Linked DNA regions of Mus musculus: all the other regions are linked to region 4. A link is a contact called in public Hi-C, HiCAR-type and HiChIP or PLAC-seq data. All regions are on one chromosome and are shown on one strand. Each heading gives the region's core, a stretch centred on a gene start, on an enhancer-like site or on the middle of the called end of the contact. The rest is flanking DNA. Distances are from core to core; before and after follow the strand shown.

The links. A called contact is a pair of places that touch in the nucleus more often than the background predicts. HiCAR-type assays count read pairs that join an accessible place to other places. HiChIP or PLAC-seq counts read pairs in DNA pulled down with a chosen protein or histone mark.
Region 1: a contact with region 4 is called in an H3K4me3 HiChIP or PLAC-seq map of embryonic limb bud, with 5 times the contacts expected there. The contact joins the enhancer-like site here to the promoter of Maf in region 4. A contact is called at or near these places in 4 of 39 promoter capture datasets (the 3T3-L1 cell line, hippocampal neurons, liver and 1 more), 2 of 484 Hi-C or Micro-C datasets (nephron progenitors and uterus), 4 of 115 datasets of contacts at active chromatin or transcription factors (embryonic hindbrain, embryonic limb bud and stem cell-derived neural progenitor cells) and 1 of 9 other capture datasets (embryonic stem cells).
Region 2: a contact with region 4 is called in a Hi-C map of nephron progenitors, with 3 times the contacts expected there. The contact joins the enhancer-like site here to the promoter of Maf in region 4. A contact is called at or near these places in 7 of 39 promoter capture datasets (the 3T3-L1 cell line, embryonic stem cells, hippocampal neurons and 2 more), 4 of 484 Hi-C or Micro-C datasets (nephron progenitors, palatal mesenchyme and uterus), 7 of 115 datasets of contacts at active chromatin or transcription factors (SST interneurons, craniofacial prominence, embryonic hindbrain and 3 more) and 1 of 9 other capture datasets (embryonic stem cells).
Region 3: a contact with region 4 is called in a HiCAR-type map of Th17 cells, with 4 times the contacts expected there. The contact joins the enhancer-like site here to the promoter of Maf in region 4. A contact is called at or near these places in 12 of 39 promoter capture datasets (the 3T3-L1 cell line, the C10 cell line, HPC-7-derived erythroid cells and 6 more), 1 of 15 datasets of contacts at CTCF or cohesin (large pre-B cells), 23 of 484 Hi-C or Micro-C datasets (CD4 T cells, CD8 T cells, Sertoli cells and 13 more), 34 of 115 datasets of contacts at active chromatin or transcription factors (CD4 single positive thymocytes, CD8 T cells, DN3 thymocytes and 24 more) and 1 of 9 other capture datasets (adipose tissue).
Region 5: a contact with region 4 is called in a HiCAR-type map of Th2 cells, with 14 times the contacts expected there. The contact joins the enhancer-like site here to the promoter of Maf in region 4. A contact is called at or near these places in 12 of 39 promoter capture datasets (3T3-L1-derived adipocytes, the C10 cell line, the HPC-7 cell line and 5 more), 5 of 484 Hi-C or Micro-C datasets (Th2 cells, bone marrow-derived macrophages, muscle stem cells and 2 more), 19 of 115 datasets of contacts at active chromatin or transcription factors (SST interneurons, T-cell acute lymphoblastic leukemia, Th2 cells and 15 more) and 1 of 9 other capture datasets (embryonic stem cells).
Region 6: a contact with region 4 is called in a Hi-C map of liver, with 2.9 times the contacts expected there. The contact joins the enhancer-like site here to the promoter of Maf in region 4. A contact is called at or near these places in 2 of 39 promoter capture datasets (hippocampal neurons and liver), 2 of 484 Hi-C or Micro-C datasets (both in liver), 7 of 115 datasets of contacts at active chromatin or transcription factors (SST interneurons, VIP interneurons, embryonic stem cells and 3 more) and 1 of 9 other capture datasets (embryonic stem cells).

The regions. Positions count from the first base shown.
Region 1 is chr8:116,239,185-116,243,267 of GRCm38.p6, reverse strand. No RefSeq gene overlaps it. Among named protein-coding and RNA genes, the nearest start is that of Gm31225, 50 kb to the right of the region's middle. Within about 2 kb of position 1,922, at least 6 of the 459 cell types and tissues checked have an H3K27ac peak or open chromatin away from gene starts, as enhancers often do. A contact at or near this core is called in embryonic limb bud, where this site is marked.
Region 2 is chr8:116,258,797-116,263,392 of GRCm38.p6, reverse strand. Gm31278 (a long non-coding RNA gene) reads left to right here. Exons shown (of 5, transcript XR_879224.1): 5 at 1-189. Among named protein-coding and RNA genes, the nearest start is that of Gm31225, 70 kb to the right of the region's middle. Within about 2 kb of position 1,897, at least 21 of the 459 cell types and tissues checked have an H3K27ac peak or open chromatin away from gene starts, as enhancers often do. A contact at or near this core is called in craniofacial prominence, nephron progenitors and palatal mesenchyme, where this site is marked.
Region 3 is chr8:115,176,688-115,181,113 of GRCm38.p6, reverse strand. All of the region lies in intron 8 of Wwox (WW domain-containing oxidoreductase), which reads right to left. Among named protein-coding and RNA genes, the nearest start is that of Gm39257, 220 kb to the right of the region's middle. Within about 2 kb of position 2,548, at least 18 of the 459 cell types and tissues checked have an H3K27ac peak or open chromatin away from gene starts, as enhancers often do. A contact at or near this core is called in CD8 T cells, DN3 thymocytes, Th1 cells and 4 more, where this site is marked.
Region 4 is chr8:115,704,529-115,709,125 of GRCm38.p6, reverse strand. It overlaps Maf (avian musculoaponeurotic fibrosarcoma oncogene homolog), which reads left to right and starts at 2,232. Exons shown (of 1, transcript NM_001025577.2): 1 at 2,232-4,597. The coding sequence starts at 2,263. The coding sequence ends at 3,375.
Region 5 is chr8:115,133,998-115,138,502 of GRCm38.p6, reverse strand. The region is part of intron 8 of Wwox (WW domain-containing oxidoreductase); the gene reads right to left. Among named protein-coding and RNA genes, the nearest start is that of Gm39257, 170 kb to the right of the region's middle. Within about 2 kb of position 1,487, at least 5 of the 459 cell types and tissues checked have an H3K27ac peak or open chromatin away from gene starts, as enhancers often do. A contact at or near this core is called in Th2 cells, where this site is marked.
Region 6 is chr8:116,287,658-116,292,394 of GRCm38.p6, reverse strand. All of the region lies in intron 2 of Gm31278 (a long non-coding RNA gene), which reads left to right. Among named protein-coding and RNA genes, the nearest start is that of Gm31278, 62 kb to the left of the region's middle. Within about 2 kb of position 1,549, at least 3 of the 459 cell types and tissues checked have an H3K27ac peak or open chromatin away from gene starts, as enhancers often do. A contact at or near this core is called in liver, where this site is marked.

The DNA.
Region 1 (4,083 bases), core at 673-3,172, 530 kb before region 4:
CTGTTCAAGGCTGCATGTGACTCCTATGTCTGCACAAGTCTAGGGGCCTGAGAAAGTATTATTGGTGCTTGTAACTCTACTTCCCCTAGTTTAAAGGGGAAGCGCCTGATTCTGGTTACAGCACGACCCTTTCCCGCCTTGCTGTACTTTCATTGCAGCTCTGACCTCCTTCTCATGTGCATGCATGCTTGTTCACTGTCAGGTTCTGTGAGGAGGGACCATGGTCTCTTTTAGTTCATGGCTATTATCCCAGCTGGAGCAACAATGTGGAGGACATAGTTGGTATACAGCGTATGTATATGTGTGTATATGTATGTTATGTGTATATACATGTGTATATGATGTGTATGTCTCTGCTTATGATATATCTGCATTACATATACACATACACAAACACATATACATATACAATGTGTAAATGTTTGTGTGTGTACATGTAAAAGACAGTTTGGTTATAGTTTTTTAGTTTCTTCCTTCATTTCCCTCCTGTCCCTCCTGTCCCTCCTGACCCTCCTGTCCCTCCTGTCCCTCCTTCCTCCCTTCCTCCCTCCCTCCCTTCCTTCCTTCTGTTTTTCCTTTCTTCCGTTTTTCCTTCCTTCCTTCCCTTAATGTCTTTCACTAGCTTGGACCTCACCAAGTAGACAAGGCCAGCTGTCCACAGAGCCCCAAGTACCCAACCATCCCCACCTCCCCAGCACCAGATTACAAGCACTTGCTACCACACTCAGTTTTTTACATTATGTGGAGTCTGGGCTTAGAATTCAGGTACTTGTGTTCGTAAGGCATGCGCTTAACTGACTGAGCCACCTTTCCTGCTGCTTATTGGTGATACAAAAAGATACGTAATGGGGTGAGAAGAGCACCAAGAACTAGACACTGATCATAACACCACGAAGCAAACGTAGGAAGTGCCTGATCTTCCTTTTGGTCAGAGTGAAGAAAGCTCTGGGAAGCTAATAGATGCCTTGTGATTGGACTCAAGGGGCCATTCAAAACGTGGACCTGAATCTAGAGCCGTGATGCACTGAACAGGGCACGAAGAGGCACTTGCCGACATCTGCCCGTCTCTCTGCTGTCCATGATGCCACCATGACTGGCTTTGAGCCATTGACACAATGAACTTGATCTGCGGTGTTGGGAAGAAGCACAGAGAATTTTCTCCTGAGGGCTGCTCTCAGCCCCCATCCACAGCACTACTGCCTCTGACTGTAAGCTCCAGCACACCCCACCCTCCCAGGCGACCTGGGGAAAGGCTAGCAGTGTCTCCAAAGGACTCCTACTTCCTAGAGGCTCGATGATGACTGCAGGCTGGAATGAAGGCTCTGGTGGGTACCTCCCAGGCCCACTGGGCTTGCATGCAACTTGTTTAAATGATGGCATTTCCTTTCTCAGGGGATCATGTTCATTAAGCTTGACAGAAGTAGTTCCTCCCAGAGGGTCCTGCTCTGCTCTATGGCCTTGGAAGTGAGTCCCAGAGTGGCCCAGGTAATCCGATCGTACCTTTGGGGCCTAGGAAGCCTACTTTTTAATTGATAATTCCATGTTTCTGTAATAAGTGGCCTCCTTAATAATAGCCTGCCACGTCATCCGAGATGATTGCTAATTTAGGTCTTCAGGCTCCCAGGATATAATGAGCTCTAATAAGCCTGAGACTTGTCACAGGCTCAGGAAAGCCCCTGTCCCCTGGAAGCAATGGTTTCCTTCTATCCCTGGGCACAATTGGGCACAGTCTCAAAAAATTAATAAGTGTGGCTGGGGTGCTCACCCCCTTCCAAAGAAAACATAAAGTCCTGGTTTCATTAAGCCAAGCTATTAAATTAAGAAAGTGTTTTTAATTATCTGAGCATTTCAGGGAGCTCATAAAACATTTAAGGACCTCACGGGGGTGGTGCTGAGGCCCTTTCACAGTGAATTAGAGGCGACAACCAGAGCTGGAGAGGCAGGGTTCAGCTGCCTCTCCAAGTCCTCTTCCTGGTCCCGAGGGCTGGCTGAACAGAAGGGGGCAAGAACGGCAGAGCTCCTGTGCTCTGGAACGGTGTGTCCGTGTCCAAGCTTCTGGGAGAATCCAGGTGAAGCTGCCTCAGAAAGACACACAGATCTCAGATGTTTCCTAGGACCCCTGGGCCTAAGCAGAAGCCGACATTGCAAATAATGGGCTTTTGCTGAGAACCCCTTCAGTTGTATCAGGCATTCAGTTTAGGCGACGTTATCCCACGGTTTCAAAAGTGAGTTTGCTGTCAGCATCCCCCTCTGATAGGTGAAGAAACCAGACTTAGACATGGTAGAATAGCTGGTGTTCAGCTCCTTCTGGCCCAAGACTCCAGAGACCCAATAAGTCAGTAGAAACTAATTCCACCCACTTAGTAGTCATCATATCATGGAGCAGTGGTTGGGTTGATAGTTCTTTGTTATTTTGTTACCGTTGCTTTGTTTTGAGACCCGGCCTCTTGGTGCTCATAGCCCAGGCTACCCTTCAAGCCTCTGACCATGTACTCCAGGCTGTCCCCAACCCAAGATTCTTTCGCATCAGCCTCCAGAGGGCTGAAATCACAGGTGTGTGCCACCTTCAAATGTCCAGCTTCAAATCCAATGTAAGAATCTCCAATGTGCTGGGAACTGGGACACTCTGCAAAAGCTCATTGGCCGGCTACTCCTCTCCGTGCCCTGTGAAATCAGAGATCCTTTAGAGTACCAGGGAAGAAACTGAGTCACAGGAGGAGGCCGGGAGATTCCCAAGAGGCTGGCGCGAGGAGTGTGGTTTGTACCAGGGTGGGCTGACCTGCCAGTTTGCTCTTCTGCACTTTGACAGCCTCCCAGACCCCTCCTTTGCACCTGTTTTATATGCTAATCACCTGGCACTGGTGATGAGGTAGCTGAGTACTGGCTGCATAGCACGGAAGCATCCTTCCTAATCCCCACCTGCATATCTCCTTCTGCTTCTTCCTCATCTCTTGTACTTACACCAACCAATTCACCTGTCTCCAAACGTACCTTTAAGTTAATTAGATTAAAGGCCCCAAGTAAAATCTCTCCCCTCCCCCTGACATTACAGTTTCCTAACTTCTCTGACAGGAAGGTTCACTGTGGCACTGGTGTTCCATAGACCTGTGTCCCCTACCCATGGCTATCCAGGTCCAGGAGGACTCTGGGAAGGTAGCCTTCTGGCCATGTATAGTGTGATTTCCATTTGCTGGTGTGCTGTTCAAGTATCAGACAGTTCACACTGGTTAACTGGGGAGTCTTTATGGTACTTAGGATAACTGGAAGAATTTATTTTTTTACCTACAAGCTCGATGTTCGTGAGGCTGTGGAGAAGATGCTCTTGTGAGTTAAGAATGTCACTTAATGTCCCTTTGGAGGACAGTTTAGTAATATGCATTACAAACACATAGACTTCCAAATAGCTTTTTTTTTTACTTCTAGGATTTTTCTATAGCTATATAGGAATATACCATAATTGCATGTTTTATTGTTAGTTATATTATTTAAAAACAGAAAAAATTAAAAAAGAAGAAACTGCATATCAGTTTGAAGTTGGAGGGATGGTTTACATCAACTGTGGGGTAATTTTAGTATGGGATACTATGTAGCTGTAAAATATATGCCCTAAAGTGTACCAAAATGGAGCAATCTTTAGGGCATAATATTGTTAAGTAAAACAAGAGAACCAGGTACATATATGCGTTCATTGTTCTACTCCTTGTATAAAACCCAAAGAAGGTAACATTTTTAAACATTTTTTTTATTACGTGAGTGTGGGGCTTAAAGATCAGGAGAGAACTGGGTCAGAGTGGGATGGAGAATCTTGTGTGTATAAATTTTAGAGTATTAATTCATGAGCCACACGAATGTATTACCTCTACAAAAGGAATATTAAAAATACATTGTGGGTAGACAAATAAAATACATAGAGCTCAAAGAATCTACTAGAAAGATGGATTCGTGGGCAAGAAGGACTCCCAGTGGATAAAGCTGAGATGAAGGAGGTGGGGGTATTCTTGATAGGCCTTTTGGAAGAGTCTTGTTCTTGTCCTCAGAGTAACTGAAGGGTTCTGAGCAGGAAGAGAGTCCTGTAGCAAGCTA
Region 2 (4,596 bases), core at 648-3,147, 550 kb before region 4:
CACCAGGCATTTCTTACTGTACTAGCAGAGCAGCCACGCTCTGTCTTGAACGGTTGAACTTCCTGTGGAAACATGGCAAGTTGGAAGGGATTTCTGCTGGCACCCAAGGGTCCTCTGTGGCTCTGTTGTTTTGCTTTCTCTCTTGTTATTTTGCTATCAAATTCAGATTAACACAAGACCTGCAAAATTGTGGCCTAATCTTTTTTTTTCTTCTTCTTCAAATAGCAGGCATTGGGGGCAACACCACCCATGGTTTGAGCAGCTAATGAGTTGTTTCTTATGTCAAGGTGATTGTATACTAAACCTAGACACCATTTCAAGTCTCTTCAAGAAATGATTTACTGTGAGGCATGCATTCCCATTCTCTACTCAGGTCACAGTTAGGTCATTGTCCATGGTTGGTCCCAGAGCTGAGACTCTGCTGGCAGGATATGAACGCTGAACCTCATAAAGCTACCATCTCTCACATGAGGTACAGCCATTCTCTTCTGTGTCTGTGGAGTGCTCAACAGTAAGTGAGGATTGTACATCACACCCCTCCGTGCAATGTGCAGGGAATATGTAGATGGACTACTGGGGCCAGAGGTTGGGGAGGACAGAGGTGAAATGAATGTGCCAGGCACACCGCACTGATGAACTCACAGCAGCTGTGGTTATCACTGTAAGGCCTGCAAGATCAAGTCAGCCAACCTCCAGACGTGAAGGAAGGAGGGGCTGCAAGTCCCCAGCTTTTAGCTGCGGAGCTATTAATAGTTGGTGGTGGCTGAGGGAGGGAGAATCAATTTTCTTTAGGGTGTGGCCTCTGCTAGGTTGACCATGCTCCAGTGGATGGCCCATATCCATGTACATATAGGCAGCACTAATTAGACTCAATAGGTTTATATTATATATATACACACACATATAAACATTATATGTAAATATGTTATACACACACACATATATATATATACATACACATACATTAAATACACACATATATGAACATTATATAGACACATATACATATATTATACATGCACACATATATGAACATTATATACATATATACATATAGACACATTATACAGACACACACATATATGAACATTATATATACATACATTATATACACATATATGAATTATATATATATACATATACATTTTATATATATACACATATGAACATTACATATACAAAAGAGAACATGAAATAGGGAGGGGCATGGAGGGTGGGTATGGGAGGAGTGGGGAAATGAATGTGATCAAATACATTGGATGCATGTATTAAACTTTCAAAGAATTAATAAAACGATCAATTTTGAAGACATGCAGGAAATGAGGCAAGGACACACAAAACTAGAAGTGATCAACAGGGAGAAAAATGGCATGTGACTCCGCTGTGGCTCCTTCTCAGATAGGCTGAGACCGTCTAGAACAGAGAATCACACACCGTGTGAGAAAAAGAGGGGTTCAGAAAGGTTAAAATGACTCTCATTTCTGTCTAGATGTGGCTTTGGACCCCTGGGAAGTCATTAAATTTAAGACCTAAGGCTCTCCAGACAACACTGTGAACATTTAACACACTCTGTATGAATCGCTTCCCTCGTGTATGCACTGCCTCCCTAGCAAGATTCCCAAAGAAACAGAAATTAAAAACTAACAAACAACTCTGCTGTGATTATCTGAACCCCAAAGCTGATCTTTTTTTTTTTTTATGAATTTGTTACCTTATAACTTAAAGAAAAAGCCTCTAAAACTTGAAGTCTATCTGTCCCAAAGATCAGTCTTGAAGTAAGCCCTAAACCTACTCAGGGATTTCTTCCTGGCATTTCCTCCCACAGACAAACAGTAACTTGAGAGCAGAGTTGATTAACGCACAGTGCAGACAGCCTGCTCAGGCCCCCTGGCCTGGGAGAAAGGCATGCTGGGTTGGTTTTACCTCCCTGGGGGAGCTTACTCATTTGTCACCACCTGGGTCCTTAGTGGTTGAGATGCTTGCCCTTAACACACAAATTCAGAGGTGAACCTGCTGAGGGTTCCTATGAGTTCAGGGAGATTCCCCTCAGACTCAAAGTGAAACCCCTTTTCCCATCCTGGTCGGAAGTCATAATAAGGGATGCCTTTTCTTTTGCCAGGCCAAACGTAGGATGTCAAGAGTTGTTCAGATGTGACCTAAGAAGCATCTTGAGACATTTCCTTCTTACTTATGATTTTACATACTTTAGAATACTATAATCTTTGATAACTGGGGCGGGGGAGGGGGATAAGGTGGGAAATAGTCACAGAGCCTGTTTTTTTTTTTTTTTTTTTTTTTTTTTTTTAAAGAAAAGAAACAAAACCCGAAATCAAAAGACCATAAATCCTACATGCCACAAATAGAAGATCCAGCTTGAAATTTTAAACATTTGCCATACAGAGTAATGGGAAAACTGCTCATAAAGGGAGGCAGGGGCGGGGCACTCAGTTTGTAATCAGCCTGCTTGTCAGGAACAAGTGTAGTTATCCTTTTTGCCTATCTGACCATTGAAATAATGGACCTCAAGAAACAAGAATCCTCCTATTACTGGAGGAAGAAGAGGTTGAAGGCAGGGGTCAGGGGAGGGGACTTGTTTCCTGGATAGACTTACAACTTGTCAGATCCCCTTGACAGAGAGCATCTTAGCCAAGGTAGCTGAAGGCAGGGGCCTCACCTATACCAGGCAGATTGGTGATTTGTATAGCTTGCTCTCTTTGTGAACTACCATTACAGAAGGACTTGGATTAGAAGGTCTCTTTGTCTCTCTTTCCAATCTGGCCACATTGAATGAATCTGCTCTTTTTGCTCTTCAGTATTAATTTGGTTCTTTTAATTGGCTTATTGAAGATGGTTGGCTTGGTTGGGTACACAGGCCGTGACCCTGAGTCTGGTCACAGGTTGTCAAACACTTGATTTTGTTGCTTCAAGATCTCCTGTGGATGAAAAATCTTAGGCTCCTGTCTTGAAGTTTGAACAAAAAACCAGTGGCATTATTTTATGTTACTTTGTTTGGTTGGCTTCTCAAAGCAGGGCCTACAATACAGGCTGATGTTAACCTCTTGATGACCCTACTTTAGCCTCCTGAGAGGGATTGCAGGTGTGTGAGACCAGCTGAGACAACTCTGCTTAGCTCCCTCCCAACAATGGGCCTTTCAGGCTAGTGGGAACTATTCGTAGTCTTTGTTTGAGATGGCACAACTCAAAGTCTGAAAAGATGGGGTAGAGGAATAGTCAAAGATTTCCAGTTGAGCTCCTTCCTGGCAACTCCCAGCACTGAGGGCAAGGGAGAGTTGAGTTTGCTTCTCGGCTCTTGGCAAGGGTCTTTCCGCTCACAGATCTGCAAAGACAGAAGAAAGGGAATGAAAAGGAGAAGAACTCTGTCTGTTCTTGGGGTACACAAGATACAGGCAAAATGACTCAGGGTCATTGAATGATCAGAAGACAGCATGCTTCTGGTAAGATGTGCATGTGTGTGTGTGTGTGTGTGTGTGTGTGTGTGTGTGTGGTATATGGTAGCTGCAGGCAGTTGTGAGCCACCCTGTGTGTGTACTGAGAATTGAATTCCAGTCCTCTGCAAGACGCTCTTAATGGCTGAGCCATCTCTCCAGTCCACCTGTTTTCTTTGCTCCAATTTCACTGCCTATAAAGTACATTGTATCATTTTCATGTGCTGGTTTATTTAAACCACCTGCCACCCAACAGCACCTTTCCCAGTAAGGTTTTGTTTCTTCCATGATGGTGTTTTTGATATCTATGGCTGAGGTACTCAATGTTTATCTGTTTCTCATCTCTGCTGCTCTCTAAGTTCTTGATCAAGTCACTGGGCATTCAGTCCCATGAAGATGATCATCTGTCTTCCACTTGTGTTGCTGTTAATTTAGGGGAGTCCCTCTAGAATCATCGCACATTATAGGCGAAATCTGGGTCCTCTCTTGTAGTTCTTAGAGTCTCCTTCCCTCCGAGGAAGCAACACTAAGATTATTTAGAAAATGAACGAAGATCATTTAGGAAATAAAATCAGAGAAATCACCACGAGAGTCTAGATCAGTGGTTGTGGTGACCCCAACCATAAAATTATTTTCATTACTACTTTATAGTTGTAATTTTACTACACTTATGAACCATAATGTAAATATCTGTGTTTTCCCATGGTCTTTGGCAACCCCTGCGAAAGGGTCATTCAACTCCCAAAGTGGTTGCAGCACACAGGTTGAGAACTGCTGATCTAGAACTACAGTTTCAAAGCTGTTCACAGGAAGGATTCTTGTCTGGATTAGAGTTTCGGTCCCACCTTTGTGTTAGCCCCCACGATGCTCATTTAAGGGGACATAAGAAACCAGCACCCCCTTCTTATATTGGTTCAAGGCCCATGGGTATATTTTTTTAGAATGACTACATTGGGGAATTCTCACCCTAAGTCTGCCTAGCCAGTTTCCAGCATTTGTTTTGGGAATTCTTTCCTTCTTGCTGACAGTCTTACCTCCTTCAGTCAGCAGACCCTAAGGCTAAAGCTGAGGCAGAACATTCAAGGCACGGAGGAGAGAGCTCTAAGCTTTAGGAAGTGAGAATGTTCTGAGGACAGAGATAGACATGGAC
Region 3 (4,426 bases), core at 1,299-3,798, 530 kb after region 4:
TCAGATGGAGAAGCTCCATCAGTGTCAGGTTGGAGAGGGACAAAGAATATCCAGCCAGTGCCACACAGCATCTGCAAAGGGACATCCACACACCTACCACACAGTACCCAGGGCAAGGAGGCACACTCAAGCTGCCAGTGCACCCAAGGACACTGCTCAGGCTTCTGCTGAACTCTATAGAAGTTCTTGGCCTTTGAAAGACACCCTACTGTGTGTAATTTCCCTGCAGACTACTGCCTGTAAATCTGATTGGCAGGATGTTTGAATGTGACAATGAACACCTCGATGGTGAAGAGGCACTGGCATGGGTCTGAAGAGACAGCTCATTCAAGAAAGCACTTGCCTTGCAAGCCTGAGGAACTCCCATATCTGTCTTCTGTCTGTCTGTCTGTCCGTCTATGTGCCTTCCTATCTATCTATCTATCTATCTATCTATCTATCTATCTATCTATCTATCTATCTATAGATACAGATATTGTTATCTATATAAAAGCAGGCATGTTGTTATATACTTGTAATCCCAGCACTAAAGAAATGGAGATAACCATATCCCTGGAGCTTGTTGGACCAGTCAGTCTTTTTTTTTTTTTTTTAGTTCAAAACCAGTAAGAGTCCTTGTCTCAAAAGTGGATAGCAACTGAGGAATGACAACTGAAGTTGACCTCTGGCCTCTATAGGCATGTGTATACAAACGAAAGTGCAACTCTCCTAAAAAAATGTGTGTGTGAGCACACTCACAAACAGACAGATTACACTATACACATTATGTCATACACATATACTATAACACAGAGAGAGAAAAAGAGAGAAAGGCAGAGGGAGGGAGACGGAGGGGAAGGAGAGAGGGAGAGGGAAGGAGGGGAAGGGGAAGAGGGGGAGGGAGAGAGGGGGAGGGGAGGGAGATGTCTATCTAGACTCTGAATAAGCCAAACCTACAAGGAGAAGGTGTGGCAATGATTTAATGGCTGCCTGCAGCACACTGCCACTCTTGGCCCAGCCACAGCTCCTTTGGGAATGCAGTGATGGCATCTGTCTGACTGCCCTCCCCGAGATCTAATCTAGACTCTGATAGAGGAAAAACTCCACTGAAGAAGTCACAAAGTAATTATTAAAAATAAGGACAGAATCATAGGATTTTCCTAAGTAATACAGACTCATTACCATGCCCTGGCAGACATGCATTTTTAAACAATGGTTATAATAACAGAAAATTAGACCTCATTACTTATTCATAAAGTTCTGGTTACACTCTGCTCCATTTGTAAGCGTTTACTTTTATAAATAGCATCTTTGGGGCAGACGCTGCTCTCTGGCCACTGGATGTCAGAAACCATTTTCTGATTATTCTGGCCCACTGCCATTGCTGACCCTCTATCAGGACCACGGGGAAGTCTTAAGATGTAGGGGCTTGGCCCTTCTCAGTCACGAAGACAGGTGCCTGTATGGAGTTATACTGCTTTTTGGATTTTCGATTTGATTTAAAGCACTGTTGAAATTTGAAGACAGCAAACAATGTTTGATGGATCTACAACCTTTACACTAAAGAGAGAGCCACAAGACCAATAAATCTGCAGTAGAATTAATAATTGAGATACCTAGAAGCTCTGAAAGTGAGTATTAAATATGTAAAATCTTGTTGAAAAGCATAATTAAGTGTATCAGTGCCTGAAGCTTAAAGAAAAAGCAAGTTTCCATTAAAGTTATAAATGTCTTTTCTTTCTTCCTTTCTGTTTTTCTCTTTTTCCTTCCTTCTTTCTTTCTCTCCTCTCCCCTCCCCTCCCCTCCCCTCCCCTCCCCTCCTCTCCTCTCCTCTCCTCTCCTCTCCTCTGTCTGTCTGTCTCTGTCTGTCTCTCTCTCCCTCTCTCCCTCTCTCCCTCTCCCTCTCCCCCTCTCCCTCTCTCTCTGTCTCTCAAAACAGGGTGTCACAGAGCCCAGGCTGGCCTTGAACTTGCTAAGTAGTCAAGGGTGACCCTGTACCTCTGATCCCCTTTCCTCTATCTTCCAAATGCTGGGATTACAGGCATGCACTACCACGCCAGGTTTTACAGACGACAGAACCCGGGACTTTGTGTATGCCAGACAGGCATTTTACCAACCGAGCTACATTTCCAACCCAGAAATACTAGTTTTATGAATACATGAGTGATGCTGGAAATATATATATATATATATATATATATATATATATATATATATATATATATTTCAGCATATTGTTTTTTAAAATATTAAGTTGATTAAAACATAAAATGTTTGGTGAGCTGAAGAGGGAAGGGAAGAGAGAGATGGGGGAAACGGGCCTGCAGCTTGCAGCCTGTATTTTCCCATGAGTCTTCAGTAGTCCCCAAACACTGTGGACAAGTGTTTAACATTCTACTCTGTGTAACTGTGGCCTGGATATGGTTACTACAGTTTGACATGTCTAAAGAGACCGCCAGTAAGTCTGTTCACTCACCGGGACATGTTCTATTACCACTCACTGTGCCAGTACTGAGGACCCAAGGAAAATAGGGCAAAGTCATGTTCAACCTACGGAGATGCTATCTCTGCACAGCCCTAAGATGTCCCGCTTTTGCTGCTCTGTTTTCGAGGGTCTTCAGAAGACTCGAGACAACCACAGAAACCATTCTGAGAAAAACCGCGTCTCCCCATGAGTCATCGCTCCTTCCTGGGAAGCAGCGCTGAGCTAAGTGTCTTCAAGGTACTGTTGCTCCTAAAAGCCCACCTTGAGCCCAGCACCAAGTCCATGTGGCTCAAAAAGGAAAAGATTTGTGGAACTCCATAATTCAGATCAAAGGTCCACATAAGAAGCTGAGGTGAGAATTGGATAGCCCCCAAGACCTGGGGTAGGCAGGGACCCCCAGAGGACCATGGACAGAGGTTATCCCTTGCTATGCACTAATACAGTAATATTACTGATAGACAGTGTGTGCAAGGCTGGAGGCTGGCAGGCCTAGGGCAGAGGACTGAAAAAATAACTTCATTGCCTGCCACTTAGCATAAATAACAAAGTTAAATACTATGGAAGGTTTCCATTTGGAGTGAATGTCATGGTGTCATCCAGATACTGTTCCCACTATCTCTACTACAAAACACTTTTCTTATTCACTTGGTGTCCATGAGTGCTTACCGAGTGGCTGCCCTGGCCTATCTCCTGGCAGGTTTAACTTTGGTCCAATTGCAATGACTTGTTGAGACTAGACGGGAGATATTCACCAAGGTCCTGCAAACAGTAATGAAGAACGGCAGGCTGAAGTAAGTGGCAGAAAGTGGGGATTGTGGTTCGGAGAGACCTTGGAACAAAGGCAACAATTCTGGCCAGCAGAGGCTGGGGCCTAGGGTGGGTGGAATTTCTGAGATTGGGATGCTGAGCTGAGATCTGAAGGATAGCAGGGTGAAAGGTGGGAAGGAAGGGGAGGCCGAGGTGACAAAGGGCAGAGTAACCGAAAGACAGAGAAGGGATGTCAGGGTAGGTTAGAGGCTGGGATTGCTAAATTAAGCAGAAAGGAGTGAAGAATGTAAAGGAAGGTGTGGGTTGTTAACGCTAACGGTTTGGCATGCGGAAAAAGGCAGCAGGTTGGATGTGGGTCATGGGGTCATCGAAAAGACTATTGTGTCTATATCCATCACATTAGCTTCCTGGTATCTGTGTTGGCTTGAAGTTGTTGTCCCAGCACCCTTGAGAACAAGAGGCTAAAGGCATTCTCTCAGTAAAGTGGGGTTCCTTTGGTAGTCTCTAAGGGATGGATGGCCATCCCTAGTACCGTTGGACTCGAGTTGAGTCTCCAAGCTCTGCTTCGTTTTCACCTAGGCTTTGCCCTCATCTCTCTACCTCTGCCTTTGCCTCTTACAAAAGCATGTGTCCTGGTGCCCTAGGAGAAGCTCGGCTGGTAGCATACTTTCCTTGATGACATAAGGAACTTGAGTTGGATTCTTAGGGCTCAATTGAAAATGCCAGGTGTGGTAGTATGCACCTGTAGTGCCAGTGTAGGAAGGGGGATGGGGAGTAACGGGGGTGCTCCAGGCAGCCCTGGTCTGATTGATAAGTTTCAGGCCAATGACAGACCCCACGTCAAAGGAGGTAGATGATATTCATGGCTGTCGTCTGACCTGCACATGAACACGTGTGTGCACACACTAAAACAAATAGACACATGCCATTAGCTTTGGGATCTGCCTGTGCAGCCCACTGTTAAGGCCTCTCTCTTACATTCTAGGTTCTAAGAGAGCATCTCTTTTTCAGGATGCACACAGTCCAGCGCTGAAAGCCCTGGTCTTAATTCTGCACTTCTCAGAGGACAAAGCCCACCGAACCGCAACAGAGTCTGGAGAGTGAATCTCCCTGTCTCAGAGCAGGGGGCATTGTGTTCTGAAGTCCAGCCCAGGAAGTGTCACTCCCAACTCTCCACGGTGCCTGTAGCTATTG
Region 4 (4,597 bases), core at 983-3,482:
AAATATTGGTTTAAAATTTAACCCTTGGAGAGGAGCCGGGAGGGCTCTGGGGTACTGCCCCCGCTTCCCCCCCCCCCCCCGCCCTTCACCACCAAGTTCTAAATACCAAATAATTAAGCGAGGTGGGAGTGCAAAGACGCTCCGGACCCTGATAAACAGGGTTCAGATTTCATAATGGTGAGAATGGTATGGTCAGGGTGTATGGGGGGGGGCATCTCAAGCAGGATTCAGGTTTCATAAATGGAAAAGGTGGTGGATTGTAGAGGGGAGAGAAGAGAAACGGCGGGGGGGGGGAGAGAGAGAGAGAGAGAGAGAGAGAGAGAGAGAGAAGAGAGAAGAGAGAAGAGAGGAGAGAGGAGAGAGGAGAGAGGAGAGAGGAGAAAATGAATATGAATATTTCTCAAAAGCCAAACTCCATTCTAGAGTCCTGAGGCTGAGGGTTGAGCCGGGATGATCAGGCTCAGGCTTAAAGTGTCCCAGAACAACTTGCTGGCACCATCATTCTGTCTGTCCCTCCAAGGACAGAAGATGCTAGGGGGCAGCTAGTCCCTATATACTTTAAGCCCCCTGCTTTTTCAAGAGTTATACTGGTTTTCTTCTCCGCGTGAAATCAAAAAAAAAAAAAAAAGTGCAGGCGCACTGCTCACTGATCCCCGCGCGCATTCTGGGTCCCCGCACCCTTGGCGCCCCCATCTGATCACCTCACTTGCAGAGAGGGACAAAGAGTTCAGTCAAGTTGGGCCCCTGGAGCGTCAGATTCAAGGAAGGAAAGCACTCGGCTACCCCCATCAACAGCCACGAAAGATGCAGAGGATGGATCAAAGATCGAAAACTGCAAGACAAATAAATGCACGTTGTCAGGGTGCGGGACCGGCAGGGGACAGGGGAGTTCTGGCGGATCTCTGCAGCATGAGAGCTGCGGTTCAGCCGGGCAGGCCTCTCTCGAACTCCGAGGAAAGCAAACCATCCTCCCGGGTCCTACCGGATTCCAGCCGCCCTTTTAGTAAACTCTGTCCCCTGGTGCACTAAACTTCGCACCGGCCGGTGGTGGGGGGTGTTGCTCCCTGGCTGCGCCCCAGTAGCAGCGCCGCAAGGGTTAAGCAAACCTGTCCCAGCTGACAGTCAGCTGATTGGGCTGTGATTGACAGCTCCGAAAAGTTTCCTTGTTTCTATACTATTATGCTAATCGCTGCCGCTCTCGCCGCCTCCCATTGGCGGAGAGTGCCAGTCAATTTCCCATTTGAGCCTGACGTCACGGGTGCTATAAAACTCAGCAATTGCTTTAAACTCTTCTCGCTGGGATCAGAGGCTTTAAAATCTCTTTTCATCTTGGAGCTGTAGCTCGGGCTGCTCGTCCGCTCGGCCTCTCCCCCCAACCCTTTTGCTCTCGGCTTTGCCTTGGCCCAGGACTTGCAATTTTGCTTTAAAAAAATAATAAGAAAGAAAAAAAGAAAAGAAAAGAAAAACCAAAACCAAAAGAAAAAAAGTGGGGGAAGAAAGAACTTAACTCCCCCCTCCCTTGCCTCCAGCCGGCCTGCACCTCGGTCTTGCACTTTGCACGGAGGGAGAGGGTGAGAGAGAGAGAGAGAGAGAGAGAGAGCGCGCGCACGCGAGGGATCCGGAGAGAGAAAAGAAAATAATAATAGTAACCATAAGAGCCAGGCAGAAGAGGAGAGAAGCGTGAAGTGTTAACCACTCCGGTGTGGAGGCCGGCGCCTCCGGGACAGCCACCCGCCGCGCCACACAGCCCCGGAGCAGCCTCCGCGCGCGCCCCGCCTGCAGCCCGGCCGGCTTAGGCGAGCCCTCCTTATGCAAAGCGCGCAGCGGAGCGGCGAGCCGGGGACGCCGCGCACCGGGCCGTGCTCCTCCGGCATCCTCTCTGCCGCTGTCATCACCACCGTCACCGCCAGCCGCGGAGGACCTTCCCGAGCCTGAAGCGCCCGGGATCGGAGCTCAGGGAGGCGAGCAGGCGAGGAGGGGGCCCGGGGCGAGCGGAGGAGAGAGAGCGAGAGAGCAAGAGAGAGAAAGAGAGAGAGCACATTGGCGTGAGCAGGGGGAGGGAGGGCGGGCGCGGGGGGCTGCGGGCAGGGCGGGGGGTGTGTGCACGTTCGAGCTTTCGGGCCACAGCCACCGCCGCGCAAGCTAGAAGCGCCCTAGCCCGGCAAGCTGGCTCACCCGCTGGCCACCCAGCACAGCCCGCTGGCCCCTCTCCTGCAGCCCATCTGGCGGAGCGGCGGCGGCGGTGGCGGCGGAGGCAGGAGGATGGCTTCAGAACTGGCAATGAACAATTCCGACCTGCCCACCAGTCCCCTGGCCATGGAATATGTTAATGACTTCGATCTGATGAAGTTTGAAGTGAAAAAGGAACCGGTGGAGACCGACCGCATCATCAGCCAGTGCGGCCGTCTCATCGCCGGGGGCTCGCTGTCCTCCACCCCCATGAGCACGCCCTGCAGCTCGGTGCCCCCGTCCCCCAGCTTCTCGGCGCCCAGCCCGGGCTCGGGCAGCGAACAGAAGGCGCACCTGGAAGACTACTACTGGATGACCGGCTACCCGCAGCAGCTCAACCCGGAGGCGCTGGGCTTCAGCCCGGAGGACGCGGTCGAGGCGCTCATCAGCAACAGCCACCAGCTCCAGGGTGGCTTCGATGGCTATGCGCGGGGAGCGCAGCAGCTGGCCGCGGCAGCGGGGGCCGGCGCCGGCGCCTCCCTGGGCGGCAGCGGCGAGGAGATGGGCCCCGCCGCCGCCGTGGTGTCCGCCGTGATCGCCGCGGCCGCCGCGCAGAGCGGCGCGGCACCCCACTACCATCACCACCACCACCACGCCGCGGGGCACCACCACCATCCGACGGCCGGCGCCCCGGGAGCCGCGGGCGGCGCGTCTGCCTCTGCGAGCGGCGCGGGTGGCGCGGGCGGCGGTGGCCCGGCCAGCGCCGGGGGCGGCGGCGGCGGAGGCGGCGGCGGGGGCACGGCGGGGGCGGGGGGCGCCCTGCACCCGCACCATGCCGCGGGCGGCCTGCACTTCGACGACCGCTTCTCGGACGAGCAGTTGGTGACCATGTCGGTGCGCGAGCTGAACCGGCAGCTGCGCGGGGTCAGCAAGGAGGAGGTGATCCGACTGAAGCAGAAGAGGCGGACCCTGAAAAACCGCGGCTATGCCCAGTCCTGCCGCTTCAAGAGGGTGCAGCAGAGACACGTCCTGGAGTCGGAGAAGAACCAGCTGCTGCAGCAGGTAGACCACCTCAAGCAGGAGATCTCCAGGCTGGTGCGCGAAAGGGACGCCTACAAGGAGAAATACGAGAAGCTGGTGAGCAACGGCTTCCGAGAAAACGGCTCGAGCAGCGACAACCCTTCCTCTCCCGAATTTTTCATGTGAGTGTGACACGCGATCCCAGCTAGCCACCTTGTTAAATGCTCCGTGGGGGTCCCGCTCCTGAGTGGGCTTGCTAGTTGCAGGGCCAAGCTCGCTCGGCCACCACCTCGCCCCCTCCCCTGGCGAGTTTGCTCCCCTTGGCCCTGAACAGACACACACACACACACACACACACACACACACACACACACACACACACACACCAAGCTTGTGGTGGTGGTGATGGCTCTTTTGAATTGGGGAGGGAAAGGGTGTCTGGCTCATGGATTGCCAACCTGAATTCCCCCGTAACTTGCTAGCTTGGTTGTTTTGTTCTTTTTTATTATTATTATTATTATTACAACTACTACTCTTTTTACACCGCCTGCCCCACACATACCCTGGACTTGCACAAGGGTCAAAGATCTGAGCAGCATACTTCATGTAGGGCATAGCTCACCTTTGAACCGGGCCATCAATTGCCTGTATATATATTTTTTCTTCTTCTTCTTCAGCTCATGAGCTGGTGTTCATTCTGTGTGTGTGTGTTTGTGTGTTTTATTTTGTTTGGATTTTCTTTTTTCTTCTTCTTCTTCTTTGTTTTTGTTTATTATTACTATTACTAATTTTTTGGAGCTTGCTGTGTTTCCCAGCCTCTGCCACCCCCCACCCCCACCCCTGCACCATGTTCTTGAGATAAAAGGAAAAAAAAAAAAAGCAGGGTTTTTTTTTCCCCTCCTTCTGAGTTCTTCTGATTGAGCTTGCAAAGGAAAAAAAAATGTGAAATGCTATAGACCTTGCAGCGAGCTGAGTTCCACGGGGGTTTTATCTTAGCATTGTTATGCTAAAACAGAATGAACTAAAGCCACTCCTGAACCTGCCACAATCAAGCCTACATCAACCTTCTGGGTGTGACTTGTGAGTTTTGGCCTTATGATGCCAAATCTGAAAGTTTAGTCTGCCATTAAACAACAAACAAACAAAAACACAAAAACAAACTTACTCTCATCTCATGCATTACGATGCTTGCTACTTTGTCTTAGCAACAATGAACTATAACAGTTTCAAAGACATTATGGAAAAGAGACATTATATTAATAAAAGAAGCCTGCATGCTGGACATGTATGGTATAATTATTTTTTTCCTTTTTTTTCCCCCCAATTTGGCTTGGAAATGGACTTTTGAAGACTTAGCGCATGACATCCATACTTTTGATTTACAGCCTCATGACTTTTTTGAGTTCCA
Region 5 (4,505 bases), core at 238-2,737, 570 kb after region 4:
TGGTATGCTAGTAATGGCAGTTTTTGCTTAGAAGCAAATCAATGCCCAACTAATAGGTCGGGAAAACAAAAGACTGGAAGTAAATAGACAAATGAACGACGCACAGAGGGTGTGGCTGGGAATGTGAATAGTTTGTTTCACGTCTATCTGTTCTCTCTTTTGTTTTATGAATACTCCACAATGACATGAATTCTTTTGGGATTTTTGTTTGTTTGTTTGTTTTTGTTTTTTAAATGCAAAGAGTCTCCCCCATGCTTAGAGAGGATCTGTGCCTACTTTTCACAGTGTCCTATAAGAAGAGGGCTGAAAGCTTCTCTAAGAAAGGAACACAGCAAGGCTTTAGTGAGAGCAATCTGGAGGACCAGAGCAAGGGCCAGGCTTCCTTAAGCCAGTCTCTGCCCACATTCGTTCTGCCTTTGGCTTTGCTTGGGAGCTGGATCAGAAAGAAGGGAGCCACAAGAAGTTCTGAGGTCATAACTAACCAGGCGAATCAATGTCTTCTGTTGGAACCTGGGGTCTTCGGGAGACACTGCAAGGAAGTCTCCTTCTCCAAGGGAGGTCACAGAGATTTCTGAGCCTTCCGGACAAGTACCATCCCCTCACTCCCGACAAACACACGCCACACACACCCCTGCTGCCATTTCCCCCAGATCTCTAGTTCTTACACACACACACACACATATAGTTGGAAGCGGCGTGTTCAAACAAATACTAGACACAAAGGGAACAGAGTCAACACTTTAGGGACCAAAGTAGACAGATCAGCTTCCCAGAGCCGCATGGAGAAGCAGCACGGATAGTGGCCTTGTTGACTTGAGACTTAGGTGACTCTTGACTGTCCCTAGTCAGATGACATTTCTCTAGTGAGCTGACATGCTAGACGCAAAGCAATAAGGCAAACAGAAAAGGACGGCAGCTGTCAGCCAAGCGCTTAGGTGTTGGTTGTACAGAGGTCCTAGGCAGGGGTGGAGGTGACCGTACATCTTAGATGGCTCAGCCAGCTTGCTGCCCTTTAGTTCCACTGGAACCAAGCATGGAGGGGACCCAACAAGACTGGTCCCAAGAGGAGGGAAAAAAAAAAACCAAACAAACATTTTAAATAGAATTTCTAATAGAGAGATCTAATGTAGGCAAGACCAAATGTTACCTGTTCATTATTATTGTTTTGTTGTTTGTTGTTATTGTTATTATTATTATTATTTGGTTTTGGTATGACATTAATCCAGAAACTCATCTTCTCTTCTCCAGTACAGATGTTAAAGCTTAGAAATGAGCAGCCAGGCTTCTTCCAGGCTGAGGTTCCATAAAGGAGACCCAGATGGAGCTACAAATGGCCAAGTTGCAACTTCCTGTTCCACATCGTGCCTCTCCTGCCCTGCCTGCTGGGTTTCTTCAGAAATTACTTGCTCAAGTCGTCCTTTCGGGTTTCACCACCGTATGCCGGGTGGCTCCCTTAGTCACAGACCCCCACACAAGCCACACACACTCCGGATCTGAGATCCTTACCACACAGGCCCCGAGTGTCGGGAGTGGGTGAGGTCCTGGGGTACCAAGAGCAAAACGTTGCCGCTTTGGTTCTCATTTCAAAACTGCTTGAGAATGAAGATCAGAAAGAGGTAGGTGTGTTTCACAGATGCTGCTGAGATGAAAGGGCGCGCGGAGTCTTGCAAGGACAAAAGCCCATGCTCGCTCATCCGTTCAGTTGTTTGCTCATGGGTCTGTTCCCTCACCTGAGAAATAACATCTGAGTGTCTACACTATGCCAAGAATTCTGTGGGGCTTGCAAGGGTGAATAATGAAGAGAATGTTGAAGTCCACACAGGTAGAAGCATAAAGAGTTTTCAGTGTTCCAGGACCAGAGGAGGGGCACTAGCCAAATGCACCAGGGGGATGTTGGGGCATCTTCACAAAGAGGCTTCACAAAATTTTCAAGCACTGTGGGATAATGGGCAGGAGGGTACCAGTCATTGGGGATGGGGTTGGGGTACTCGGGCAGAGGGTCAGAGCACGGGGAGACATATGGCAGCTGGCAAAGATAGAAGGGAAGATTATGCCCTTAGACTAAGGGTCCTTCTGGGCTTGAAGGACCATGAGTCTTGGCTATTCTCCCCCCAACCCCTGACTGCCAGATAGCTCTATGGTAGAAGCCTGGCACTCTTGCTTACAAGCTCAGTTGGCTCCATGCTGCCTGCTGACAATGCCCTTGTCTGGGCTAGGCCATCCACATGTAGAACTACCAACACTGGGCTTCGAGAAGTGTGAACAAATGACTCTATTCTTTGGGGTCTGACCGTGTGCTAGCTGCACAATGTATTATGGACCCACAGAACACTGTGCCCTTCTCCTTGGCCTGGACCACTGTCGTCTTACCAGAGACCCTAAGCCCCGGCAATATTTCAAGTTTGCTCTAAATAAAAACCAAAGGAAACGCTGTTAACAATCTCCTGTTAACAAATCACACCTTTATTTATACACGCATAGAGAAGGGCTGGTTATCTCGGCTGATGATTTTATACCCACTATGGGGTCCCTACATCAACCTCAATCTAGCTTTGGAAAAGGAGGCTACACCTCCTAGTGGAGCCAGCTTCCGAGGAACCCTGGCCTCTCCTAAGACTCTGCAGAAGCCAGTGTCTGTGAGAAATGGAAGAGAGACAAACGCTTGCTGTTCAATTAAGTAAGATGTTTATTGGTGTGATGTGTGACACGCGGAGCCCTCCTAGGTTATTATCTGGAAGATGGTTCATTTATCTGCAGTGTGCCCTGCTACAACATCATCTAAAACACTGCTTCTTCAACATAAACCCCAAAGAACTGCCTTTTCCTTCCTTTCCTTTATAAAGTATTAACGAGATTGGGCTTCCCTGGACTCAGTTGCTTTGTGAGAACATAGTGCATCTCTCCCTTGCTTTTTGTCTTTGTTTTCTGGGGTTTTGGGGTTTTTTTTTTGGTTGCTTTTGGGTTTTGTTTTGTTTTGTTTTGTTTGAGTCAAAGTCCTGCTTTATAGCCCTAGTTGGTCTGGCATTTACTAGGTAGCTCAGACAGACCTCGAACCCACAGCATTTCTCCTGTCTCTGCCTCATCTTTAGTGGCACTGGAGATGTGTGGCACCGTGTACGTTATTTACTGTGTTTATCCAGACAATGGATGAGGAGGTAACTTTATATTTTCTCAGCGAGGGACAGAATGTAAAAGGCTTAGAATCCGACCTAAAGGTGACACAGGCTCTGTCTTGCCAAAGGAAAGAAAGCCTGGCAATGTCCCTTGAAATAGTCCCAGGATTGGTCGTGCGGACTGAGATAAAGAAGTCGGAGGAAATAAAGACAAAGCTACATGCAATTTTTCCCGGCTGGAGATAGAAATTGTTCCAGTTCTGTTGATGAGGGAAGGGGGGACTCTCAGCTCAGAAGCCCAACCCTCTGACCCCGTATCTGTACAGGAACTTGTGTCCTTCAAGACACCCAGAAATGCTCCCCCTTTGCCCTTTCATCTTGAAACTTCGGTTGCCAAGAGAGGACTCTGGAGAGCAAACAGATAGACACAAGGCAGGCAAGGAAAAGAACAAGAAATCTAAGCAGGCCAGCATATAACTCAGGAGGCTTAGACCAGGGGAAAAGAAAGAAAGCTCAGAGGGAAAAAAAGAGGAGAGGGATGAAGGGAGGGGGAAGAAAGAGGGTGTGAGAGTAGAGGGTTAGGAAGAGGAAGAGGGAAGAGAAAGAGAGGCGAGGATGAGGAGGAATAGGAGGGGAAGGGAAGGGACACAAAGGACCAGAGACTTCGCTCAGTTGGCAGAGTGACCACTGTGTATAGTACAAAGTCCTGACGTTGCTCATTCCTGTAAGCCCAGCCTTCATGAGGTGGAGATAGATACATTGGGAGTTCAAGGACAGCCTAGAGGATGGATTCTGTCACAGAAAGGGGAGAGAGACTGAGAAAGAATGAAGACAAATGCCGTGGTGGTGTACGCCTTTAATTCCAGCACTTGGGAGGCAGAGGCAGGCAGATTTCTGAGTTCGAGACCAGCCTGGTCTACAGAGTGAATTCCAGAACAGCCAGGGCTATCCTGTCTCGAAAAACCAAAAAAAAAAAAAAAAAAAAAAAAAAAATAGTGAAGATGAGAGGGGAGATGGGAAGACAGGTGATGGGAAGACTGGAGGTGAGAAAAGCGAGGGGGAGAGTGGAAGAGCGAGAAAATGCTTCTTAGTTTCCCATCCATCAATATACTGTTGCCGTTGTTTGAAGAAAATGGCAGCCACTGCAAAGACATTTTAGAGTTCCTTTGACTGTGTTTATTATTTCCTGGCTCTGTTTGTTTGTTTGTTTGTTTTTGTTTTCCTTCAAAAGTCAGGCTACTTCTAAAGGAATTCTGTTGTTGCTTCTTTTATCCCCCCTTCCTTTTATCGACTTCCTGGTCTACCCAGCTGCTTCCCCCAGGGAAAGCCGGCACCAAATGCCACCGTGACAGTCAGACTTTTTGCACGGCAGCTTAATTACTCATTATGGGA
Region 6 (4,737 bases), core at 300-2,799, 580 kb before region 4:
GTAGAAGTCCGGGAAGTCTTCTGTGCGAGTTAATTAGAGATGTTGTCCCCTGTGCAGAAGTCACTGTGGCACTTACCCATGAGCTCTTTTCAGGGAGCCCTTTCTTCTTGCCTCAACAGTATGGCAACTGCAAAGAAGGCATGACACCTGCTAGAATTTCTTAGTGTCTTCATGACATTCTCCACACGGTACCAAATGCTTTGTGAATATTCTCTAATCTCCACCTCTCATCTACATGATTGGTAACACATTTCTTAATTCTCACTTAGCAGATGGAGACTAGGTGCAGATTACTTCTGTTTGATTAAGTCAGCCTTGCTCACAATAACAGATCCCTTGGATCTCAGCTTCTTCCATTCCCTTCTATTTCCTTGTGATGGGTCATTGATGTGAATTACCAATGGATATGGTACTTCTTTTCTTCCTAGCCTTTATCAGGACTTTCATCTAGTTCAGGATAAAAAAGAAAAAGACGGAGTAATTTTTTTCCTAAGAGATGTCCCTTCTCCAACTCAGGATATATGATTTATTATGTTGTCTAGCTGATAGGGCAAAGGGACTTCGCTAGAATGATTTTTCATATAGAATTGGTTTGTCCATCTGCAGTAGGTCTGTGTAAATACTTGACAAAGGTCAATGTAAAGAAGGCACAGGGCTTCTTTTGAATCACCATTAGCACGCACAGTCTATTGTGTCAATAAAGCCATATCAGCAGGAGCTTGAGTTAGCTATTTACATTACACTCATGGTCAGGAAGCAGAGAGAGATGAATTCTGGTGCTCAGCTGACTTTCCCCTTTTCATTCAGTCCAGGACCCCAGCCCATGGGATGATACCACCCCACAGTTAGGATGGATCTTCTTACCTCAATTAACCAGTCAGAAATTCCCTCGTAGTCATGCCCAAAGGTTTGTTTCCTCAGTGAGTCTAGATGCTGTCAAGTTGGCAGTCAACATTAACTATCACAGTGTCTGTGGGTTCTGTGTCCACAGAGCCATTCTGTGTGTTGAGATGAGTTTATTGGGGAAATAAAAGGAATTATCAATGCTAAAGATGTACAGTCTTGCTTCCTGGTCATTGATGTGACAATGATTTACATCGCATATTAGGAATGATAAGTAATTGTAGATGCTTCAAGTATAAGGAGGATGTGCATAGGTTATATGCAAATACCAAACCATTTTACATAAGCTCCTAGAATATCCGTGTGGGATCCTGGAGATACTGTCGGACACCTCAGCACATTTTCCCAAAAGGGAATAAAGATACCCAGACCCTTCCCAGGATAGTGATGCCCAGCCTGCCCTGCTGCCTCCTCCACACAGCTTAGTTCTAAAAGCACCCAAGCATGGTAGTCATCCATCACTTGTGAGCAGCCTTCCCACACTCACCATCCTTTGGACATGATTAATTGGTGTATGATGGAGCCAGATGCGAAATAACCTCTAACGAGGTGGTTAATGTTTGCTGAATGTCCCAAGACTGCACTTTGATTTTTTGGCATCTCTGCCCATTGCTGATGGAGAGTCCACGATAGAGAGACCTCCTTTCCTATAAACAAGGACAGGGGTGACTCACGGGTCAGAGTGTACCCTAGAAAGTACCAGGTTCTCTGCAGAGCTAAGATCAGCCTGTAGTGCCAATAAAAGTTGCATTGGAAGACAGGTGGGAGAGAGAAGGAAATCTGGTTTGGAGGGATACATGAAGTTGTGTTTGGAAGGTGGGAGAAAGCTAACCACAGCATACAGCTACCTAGTGGATATGAAAGTGTCACTTGGAGCTTTCACAATGGCACTGGAGGTGTTACAGATCATCTTTCCAAAATATGGAAACTGAGACACAAATAGAGTATGCAATGAGACTAGTAGGCTTTGGAATGGGGTCTGAGGGGAAAAATTAAGTTCTAATTCAAACCTTTGGATAATTACAAAAAAAAATCATTACTGTAATGTGTTTCCATTTAGAAACAGTTCTCAAGTTTCATTTTCCAAAAATAGTATGTCATTAATTTAACATCCAAGTGTTTGGAATAGAGCCAATCAAATTTTATCTGTGTATCCGTGAGCAAGAGGCTGAGGCTTGGTGGAAACCACAGTCAGTTAGGATTAGAAAAACCTTAATTTAATATAAATTGCTTAAAAAAGATGGTAGGTTGATGGCTCAGCAGTTGAGAGCTTTTACAGAGGACTTGAGTTTTGTTCCTGGCCCTGTTTACAACCACCTGTAACTCAAGCTCTAATCAAATATGATGCCCTCTACTGACCTCCTTGGGTTTCTGCATGTATATGCACGCACGCGCGCGCGCGCGCGCACACACACACACACACACACACACACACACACACAGAGAGAGAGAGAGAGAGAGAGAGAGAGAGAGAGAGAGAGAAGAAAGAATCAATCTTTGGACATTTTTTAATTTTAAAGAATTAAACTGTATTATACTTCATGTTTATGAGTGTTTTGCTTGCAATGTGTGCATAGTGTAGCTGCCTGGTGCCCATGTGGGCCAGAAGAGGGCATCAGATCACTTGAAAGTGGAGTTGCAGGCAGTTATAAGTGACCATGTAAGTGTTGGGGACCCAACCAGTGTCTTCTACAAGTGCCCTAAGTACTCCCAGCCACCAAGCTGTCTCTCCAACCCCACAGAAAACTTTAATTTTAGTCAGGGTATTAATGTTCTTAAGCCTTGGGGACAATGGTGTCCCCTATTTAGACTTTCTTATCAACTGTGAGTAGCAGCATAGGGCAGAGAGGTTGTATTGAAGACAGATTAAGAGCCTCTGTCACAACCTTGTCCCAGAGAAGAAGCCTATGATAGCACCTAAAGACAGACAAGAGCTGGCAGGGCTCACCAATAAGAACTTATCACCAAAGGCTGGCCCCCACTGTGGTGAGAACACATCCTTGAAATGACCTTGATGAGAAGGGACCTGTCAAAATGATAGTAGGAGATCTGAGCGTCATGCCCAGTGCACAAAGCAGCAGAAATAAGGGAGGCTGACCCTCCTGGCATGCAGCCCACACATCACTGGCTCTTCCACTCCATGTGTTTATCACTGAAAGCAGGAGTGATGATGCTCCTCTTTTAGGCTATTTAAGGTTCTAACTTCCACTGACATTTTAGGGGTCTCAGGGCAGAGCAGGGACATTGATTTCGCTGAGGGCTTTGGAAAGATTACAGCAGCACCCTGTCCCCTCTATGGAGGTTTCTGAGCTGATTTGGATAAAATAAGAAATGTCTTGACCCCTCAGCCTCGAACAAAACCAGGACAAAATTAAATTTTGTGAACTTTAAAGGATTTCCTCCAAGGTCTCCTCCTGGTCTTACCTCTGCCTTCTGCTCCCCATCACGGCCACTCATGACCAGATGCAGGGACAATCTGCTGAGAGCCAGCTCCTTTACGGGGGTGGGGGGCATGTATTTCTGGGAGGGCCTTGGGTCTCCTGTGATTTGCACCTCTGGGGATTTCGCATTGGAATCTGCGGTCCTGAGGGAAGAGAGGGGCATTTGCAGGTCTTGGTGTTGAGTGACTACCCTTTCTGCTGATCCAGCTGGGTGAAGCCACCCACTCAGCGGGTGGTTACCAGCTTCTCTCCATGGTCATTGCTGCAAGATCAATTTTTCTCACAGTGTCCTCCAGCACTCAAAGTTTCCTGGTTACCATGTTTCGTTCACCAGGCCTGGCCAGGAACACCTTTACCAACCTTGACTATGGCAAGGCTTGATATCACTGCTACTATCACATCGACTGACACATAGTCCCAGAGTGACTCAAGGGTCAGGCTGAGGGGTTCCCAGGTAAGTTACCACATGACGTTCACAAGAAGCCTATGTATCACACTTCACACTTTACAGCTGCGGGTATCAGGGCTCAGAGAAGTTAAAGAGATTGCTAACAATGGCAAAGCAAACATGTGGCAGAATCAAGACTCACATCTACTTTTGACGATAAGTCCAGAACTCGATTGCTATACTACCCAATGGCAGTGAATGGCCTGCTGTATCTAGGAAAGAAAAACTGTTTGCCAAGTACACCTCAGGGTCTCTATTTCCTTGGTGCTATGAACTCATCTACCTTCAAAGAAACTTGTGGAGTAATCTCTTGAGCTGACAGACAGACAGACAAAAGTATAGAGATAGAAGACATTTCCAGAGCTCTGGTGTCTTTAGGTCCAACAGGAGATGAGATGTTTAATTGTTTGCTTTATTACAGTTGTGTGTAAATGTGGGCCTTGCTCTCATTTCTTCATAAAGAATTACCCTAGACAATGGTTTGCATATTATCAGTGAGAAAGTAATAGAAGCAATTTTATTCTTGCCATGTGTATACATGCCACAAATTCAGCTTTGGGAAGTATTTGGGTCTTTCGGGACCAACTTTAGCAATTTTGATTTTTCTATACAAGAACAGCCTTGTCCCCAAAGTGTCTGCGTTCTCTCAGCACACAGGCTTGGGCTGGTCACCTGCTTTGACACAGTTCAGAGGTCATGGAGGTGGACTTTCCTAAAGGGAATTTGAGTGACAGATTCTGTCTCCAAGCTGCTTTGCTGCTCATGCTGGATAAACACTGCTGGAGGTGCGAATGAGCTTCCAAGACACACTTGTTTCCATTGCAATTAAGGGCAGCTTGCTTGCTAGTACCTTTGGGTGGAGACATGGAAGAAAAGAAGGCCAGGACAGAGTCTGGCTCAGTAAGAGACTGACTGGTCCCAGAAAGTTCTGCTGAGCTATCCAGA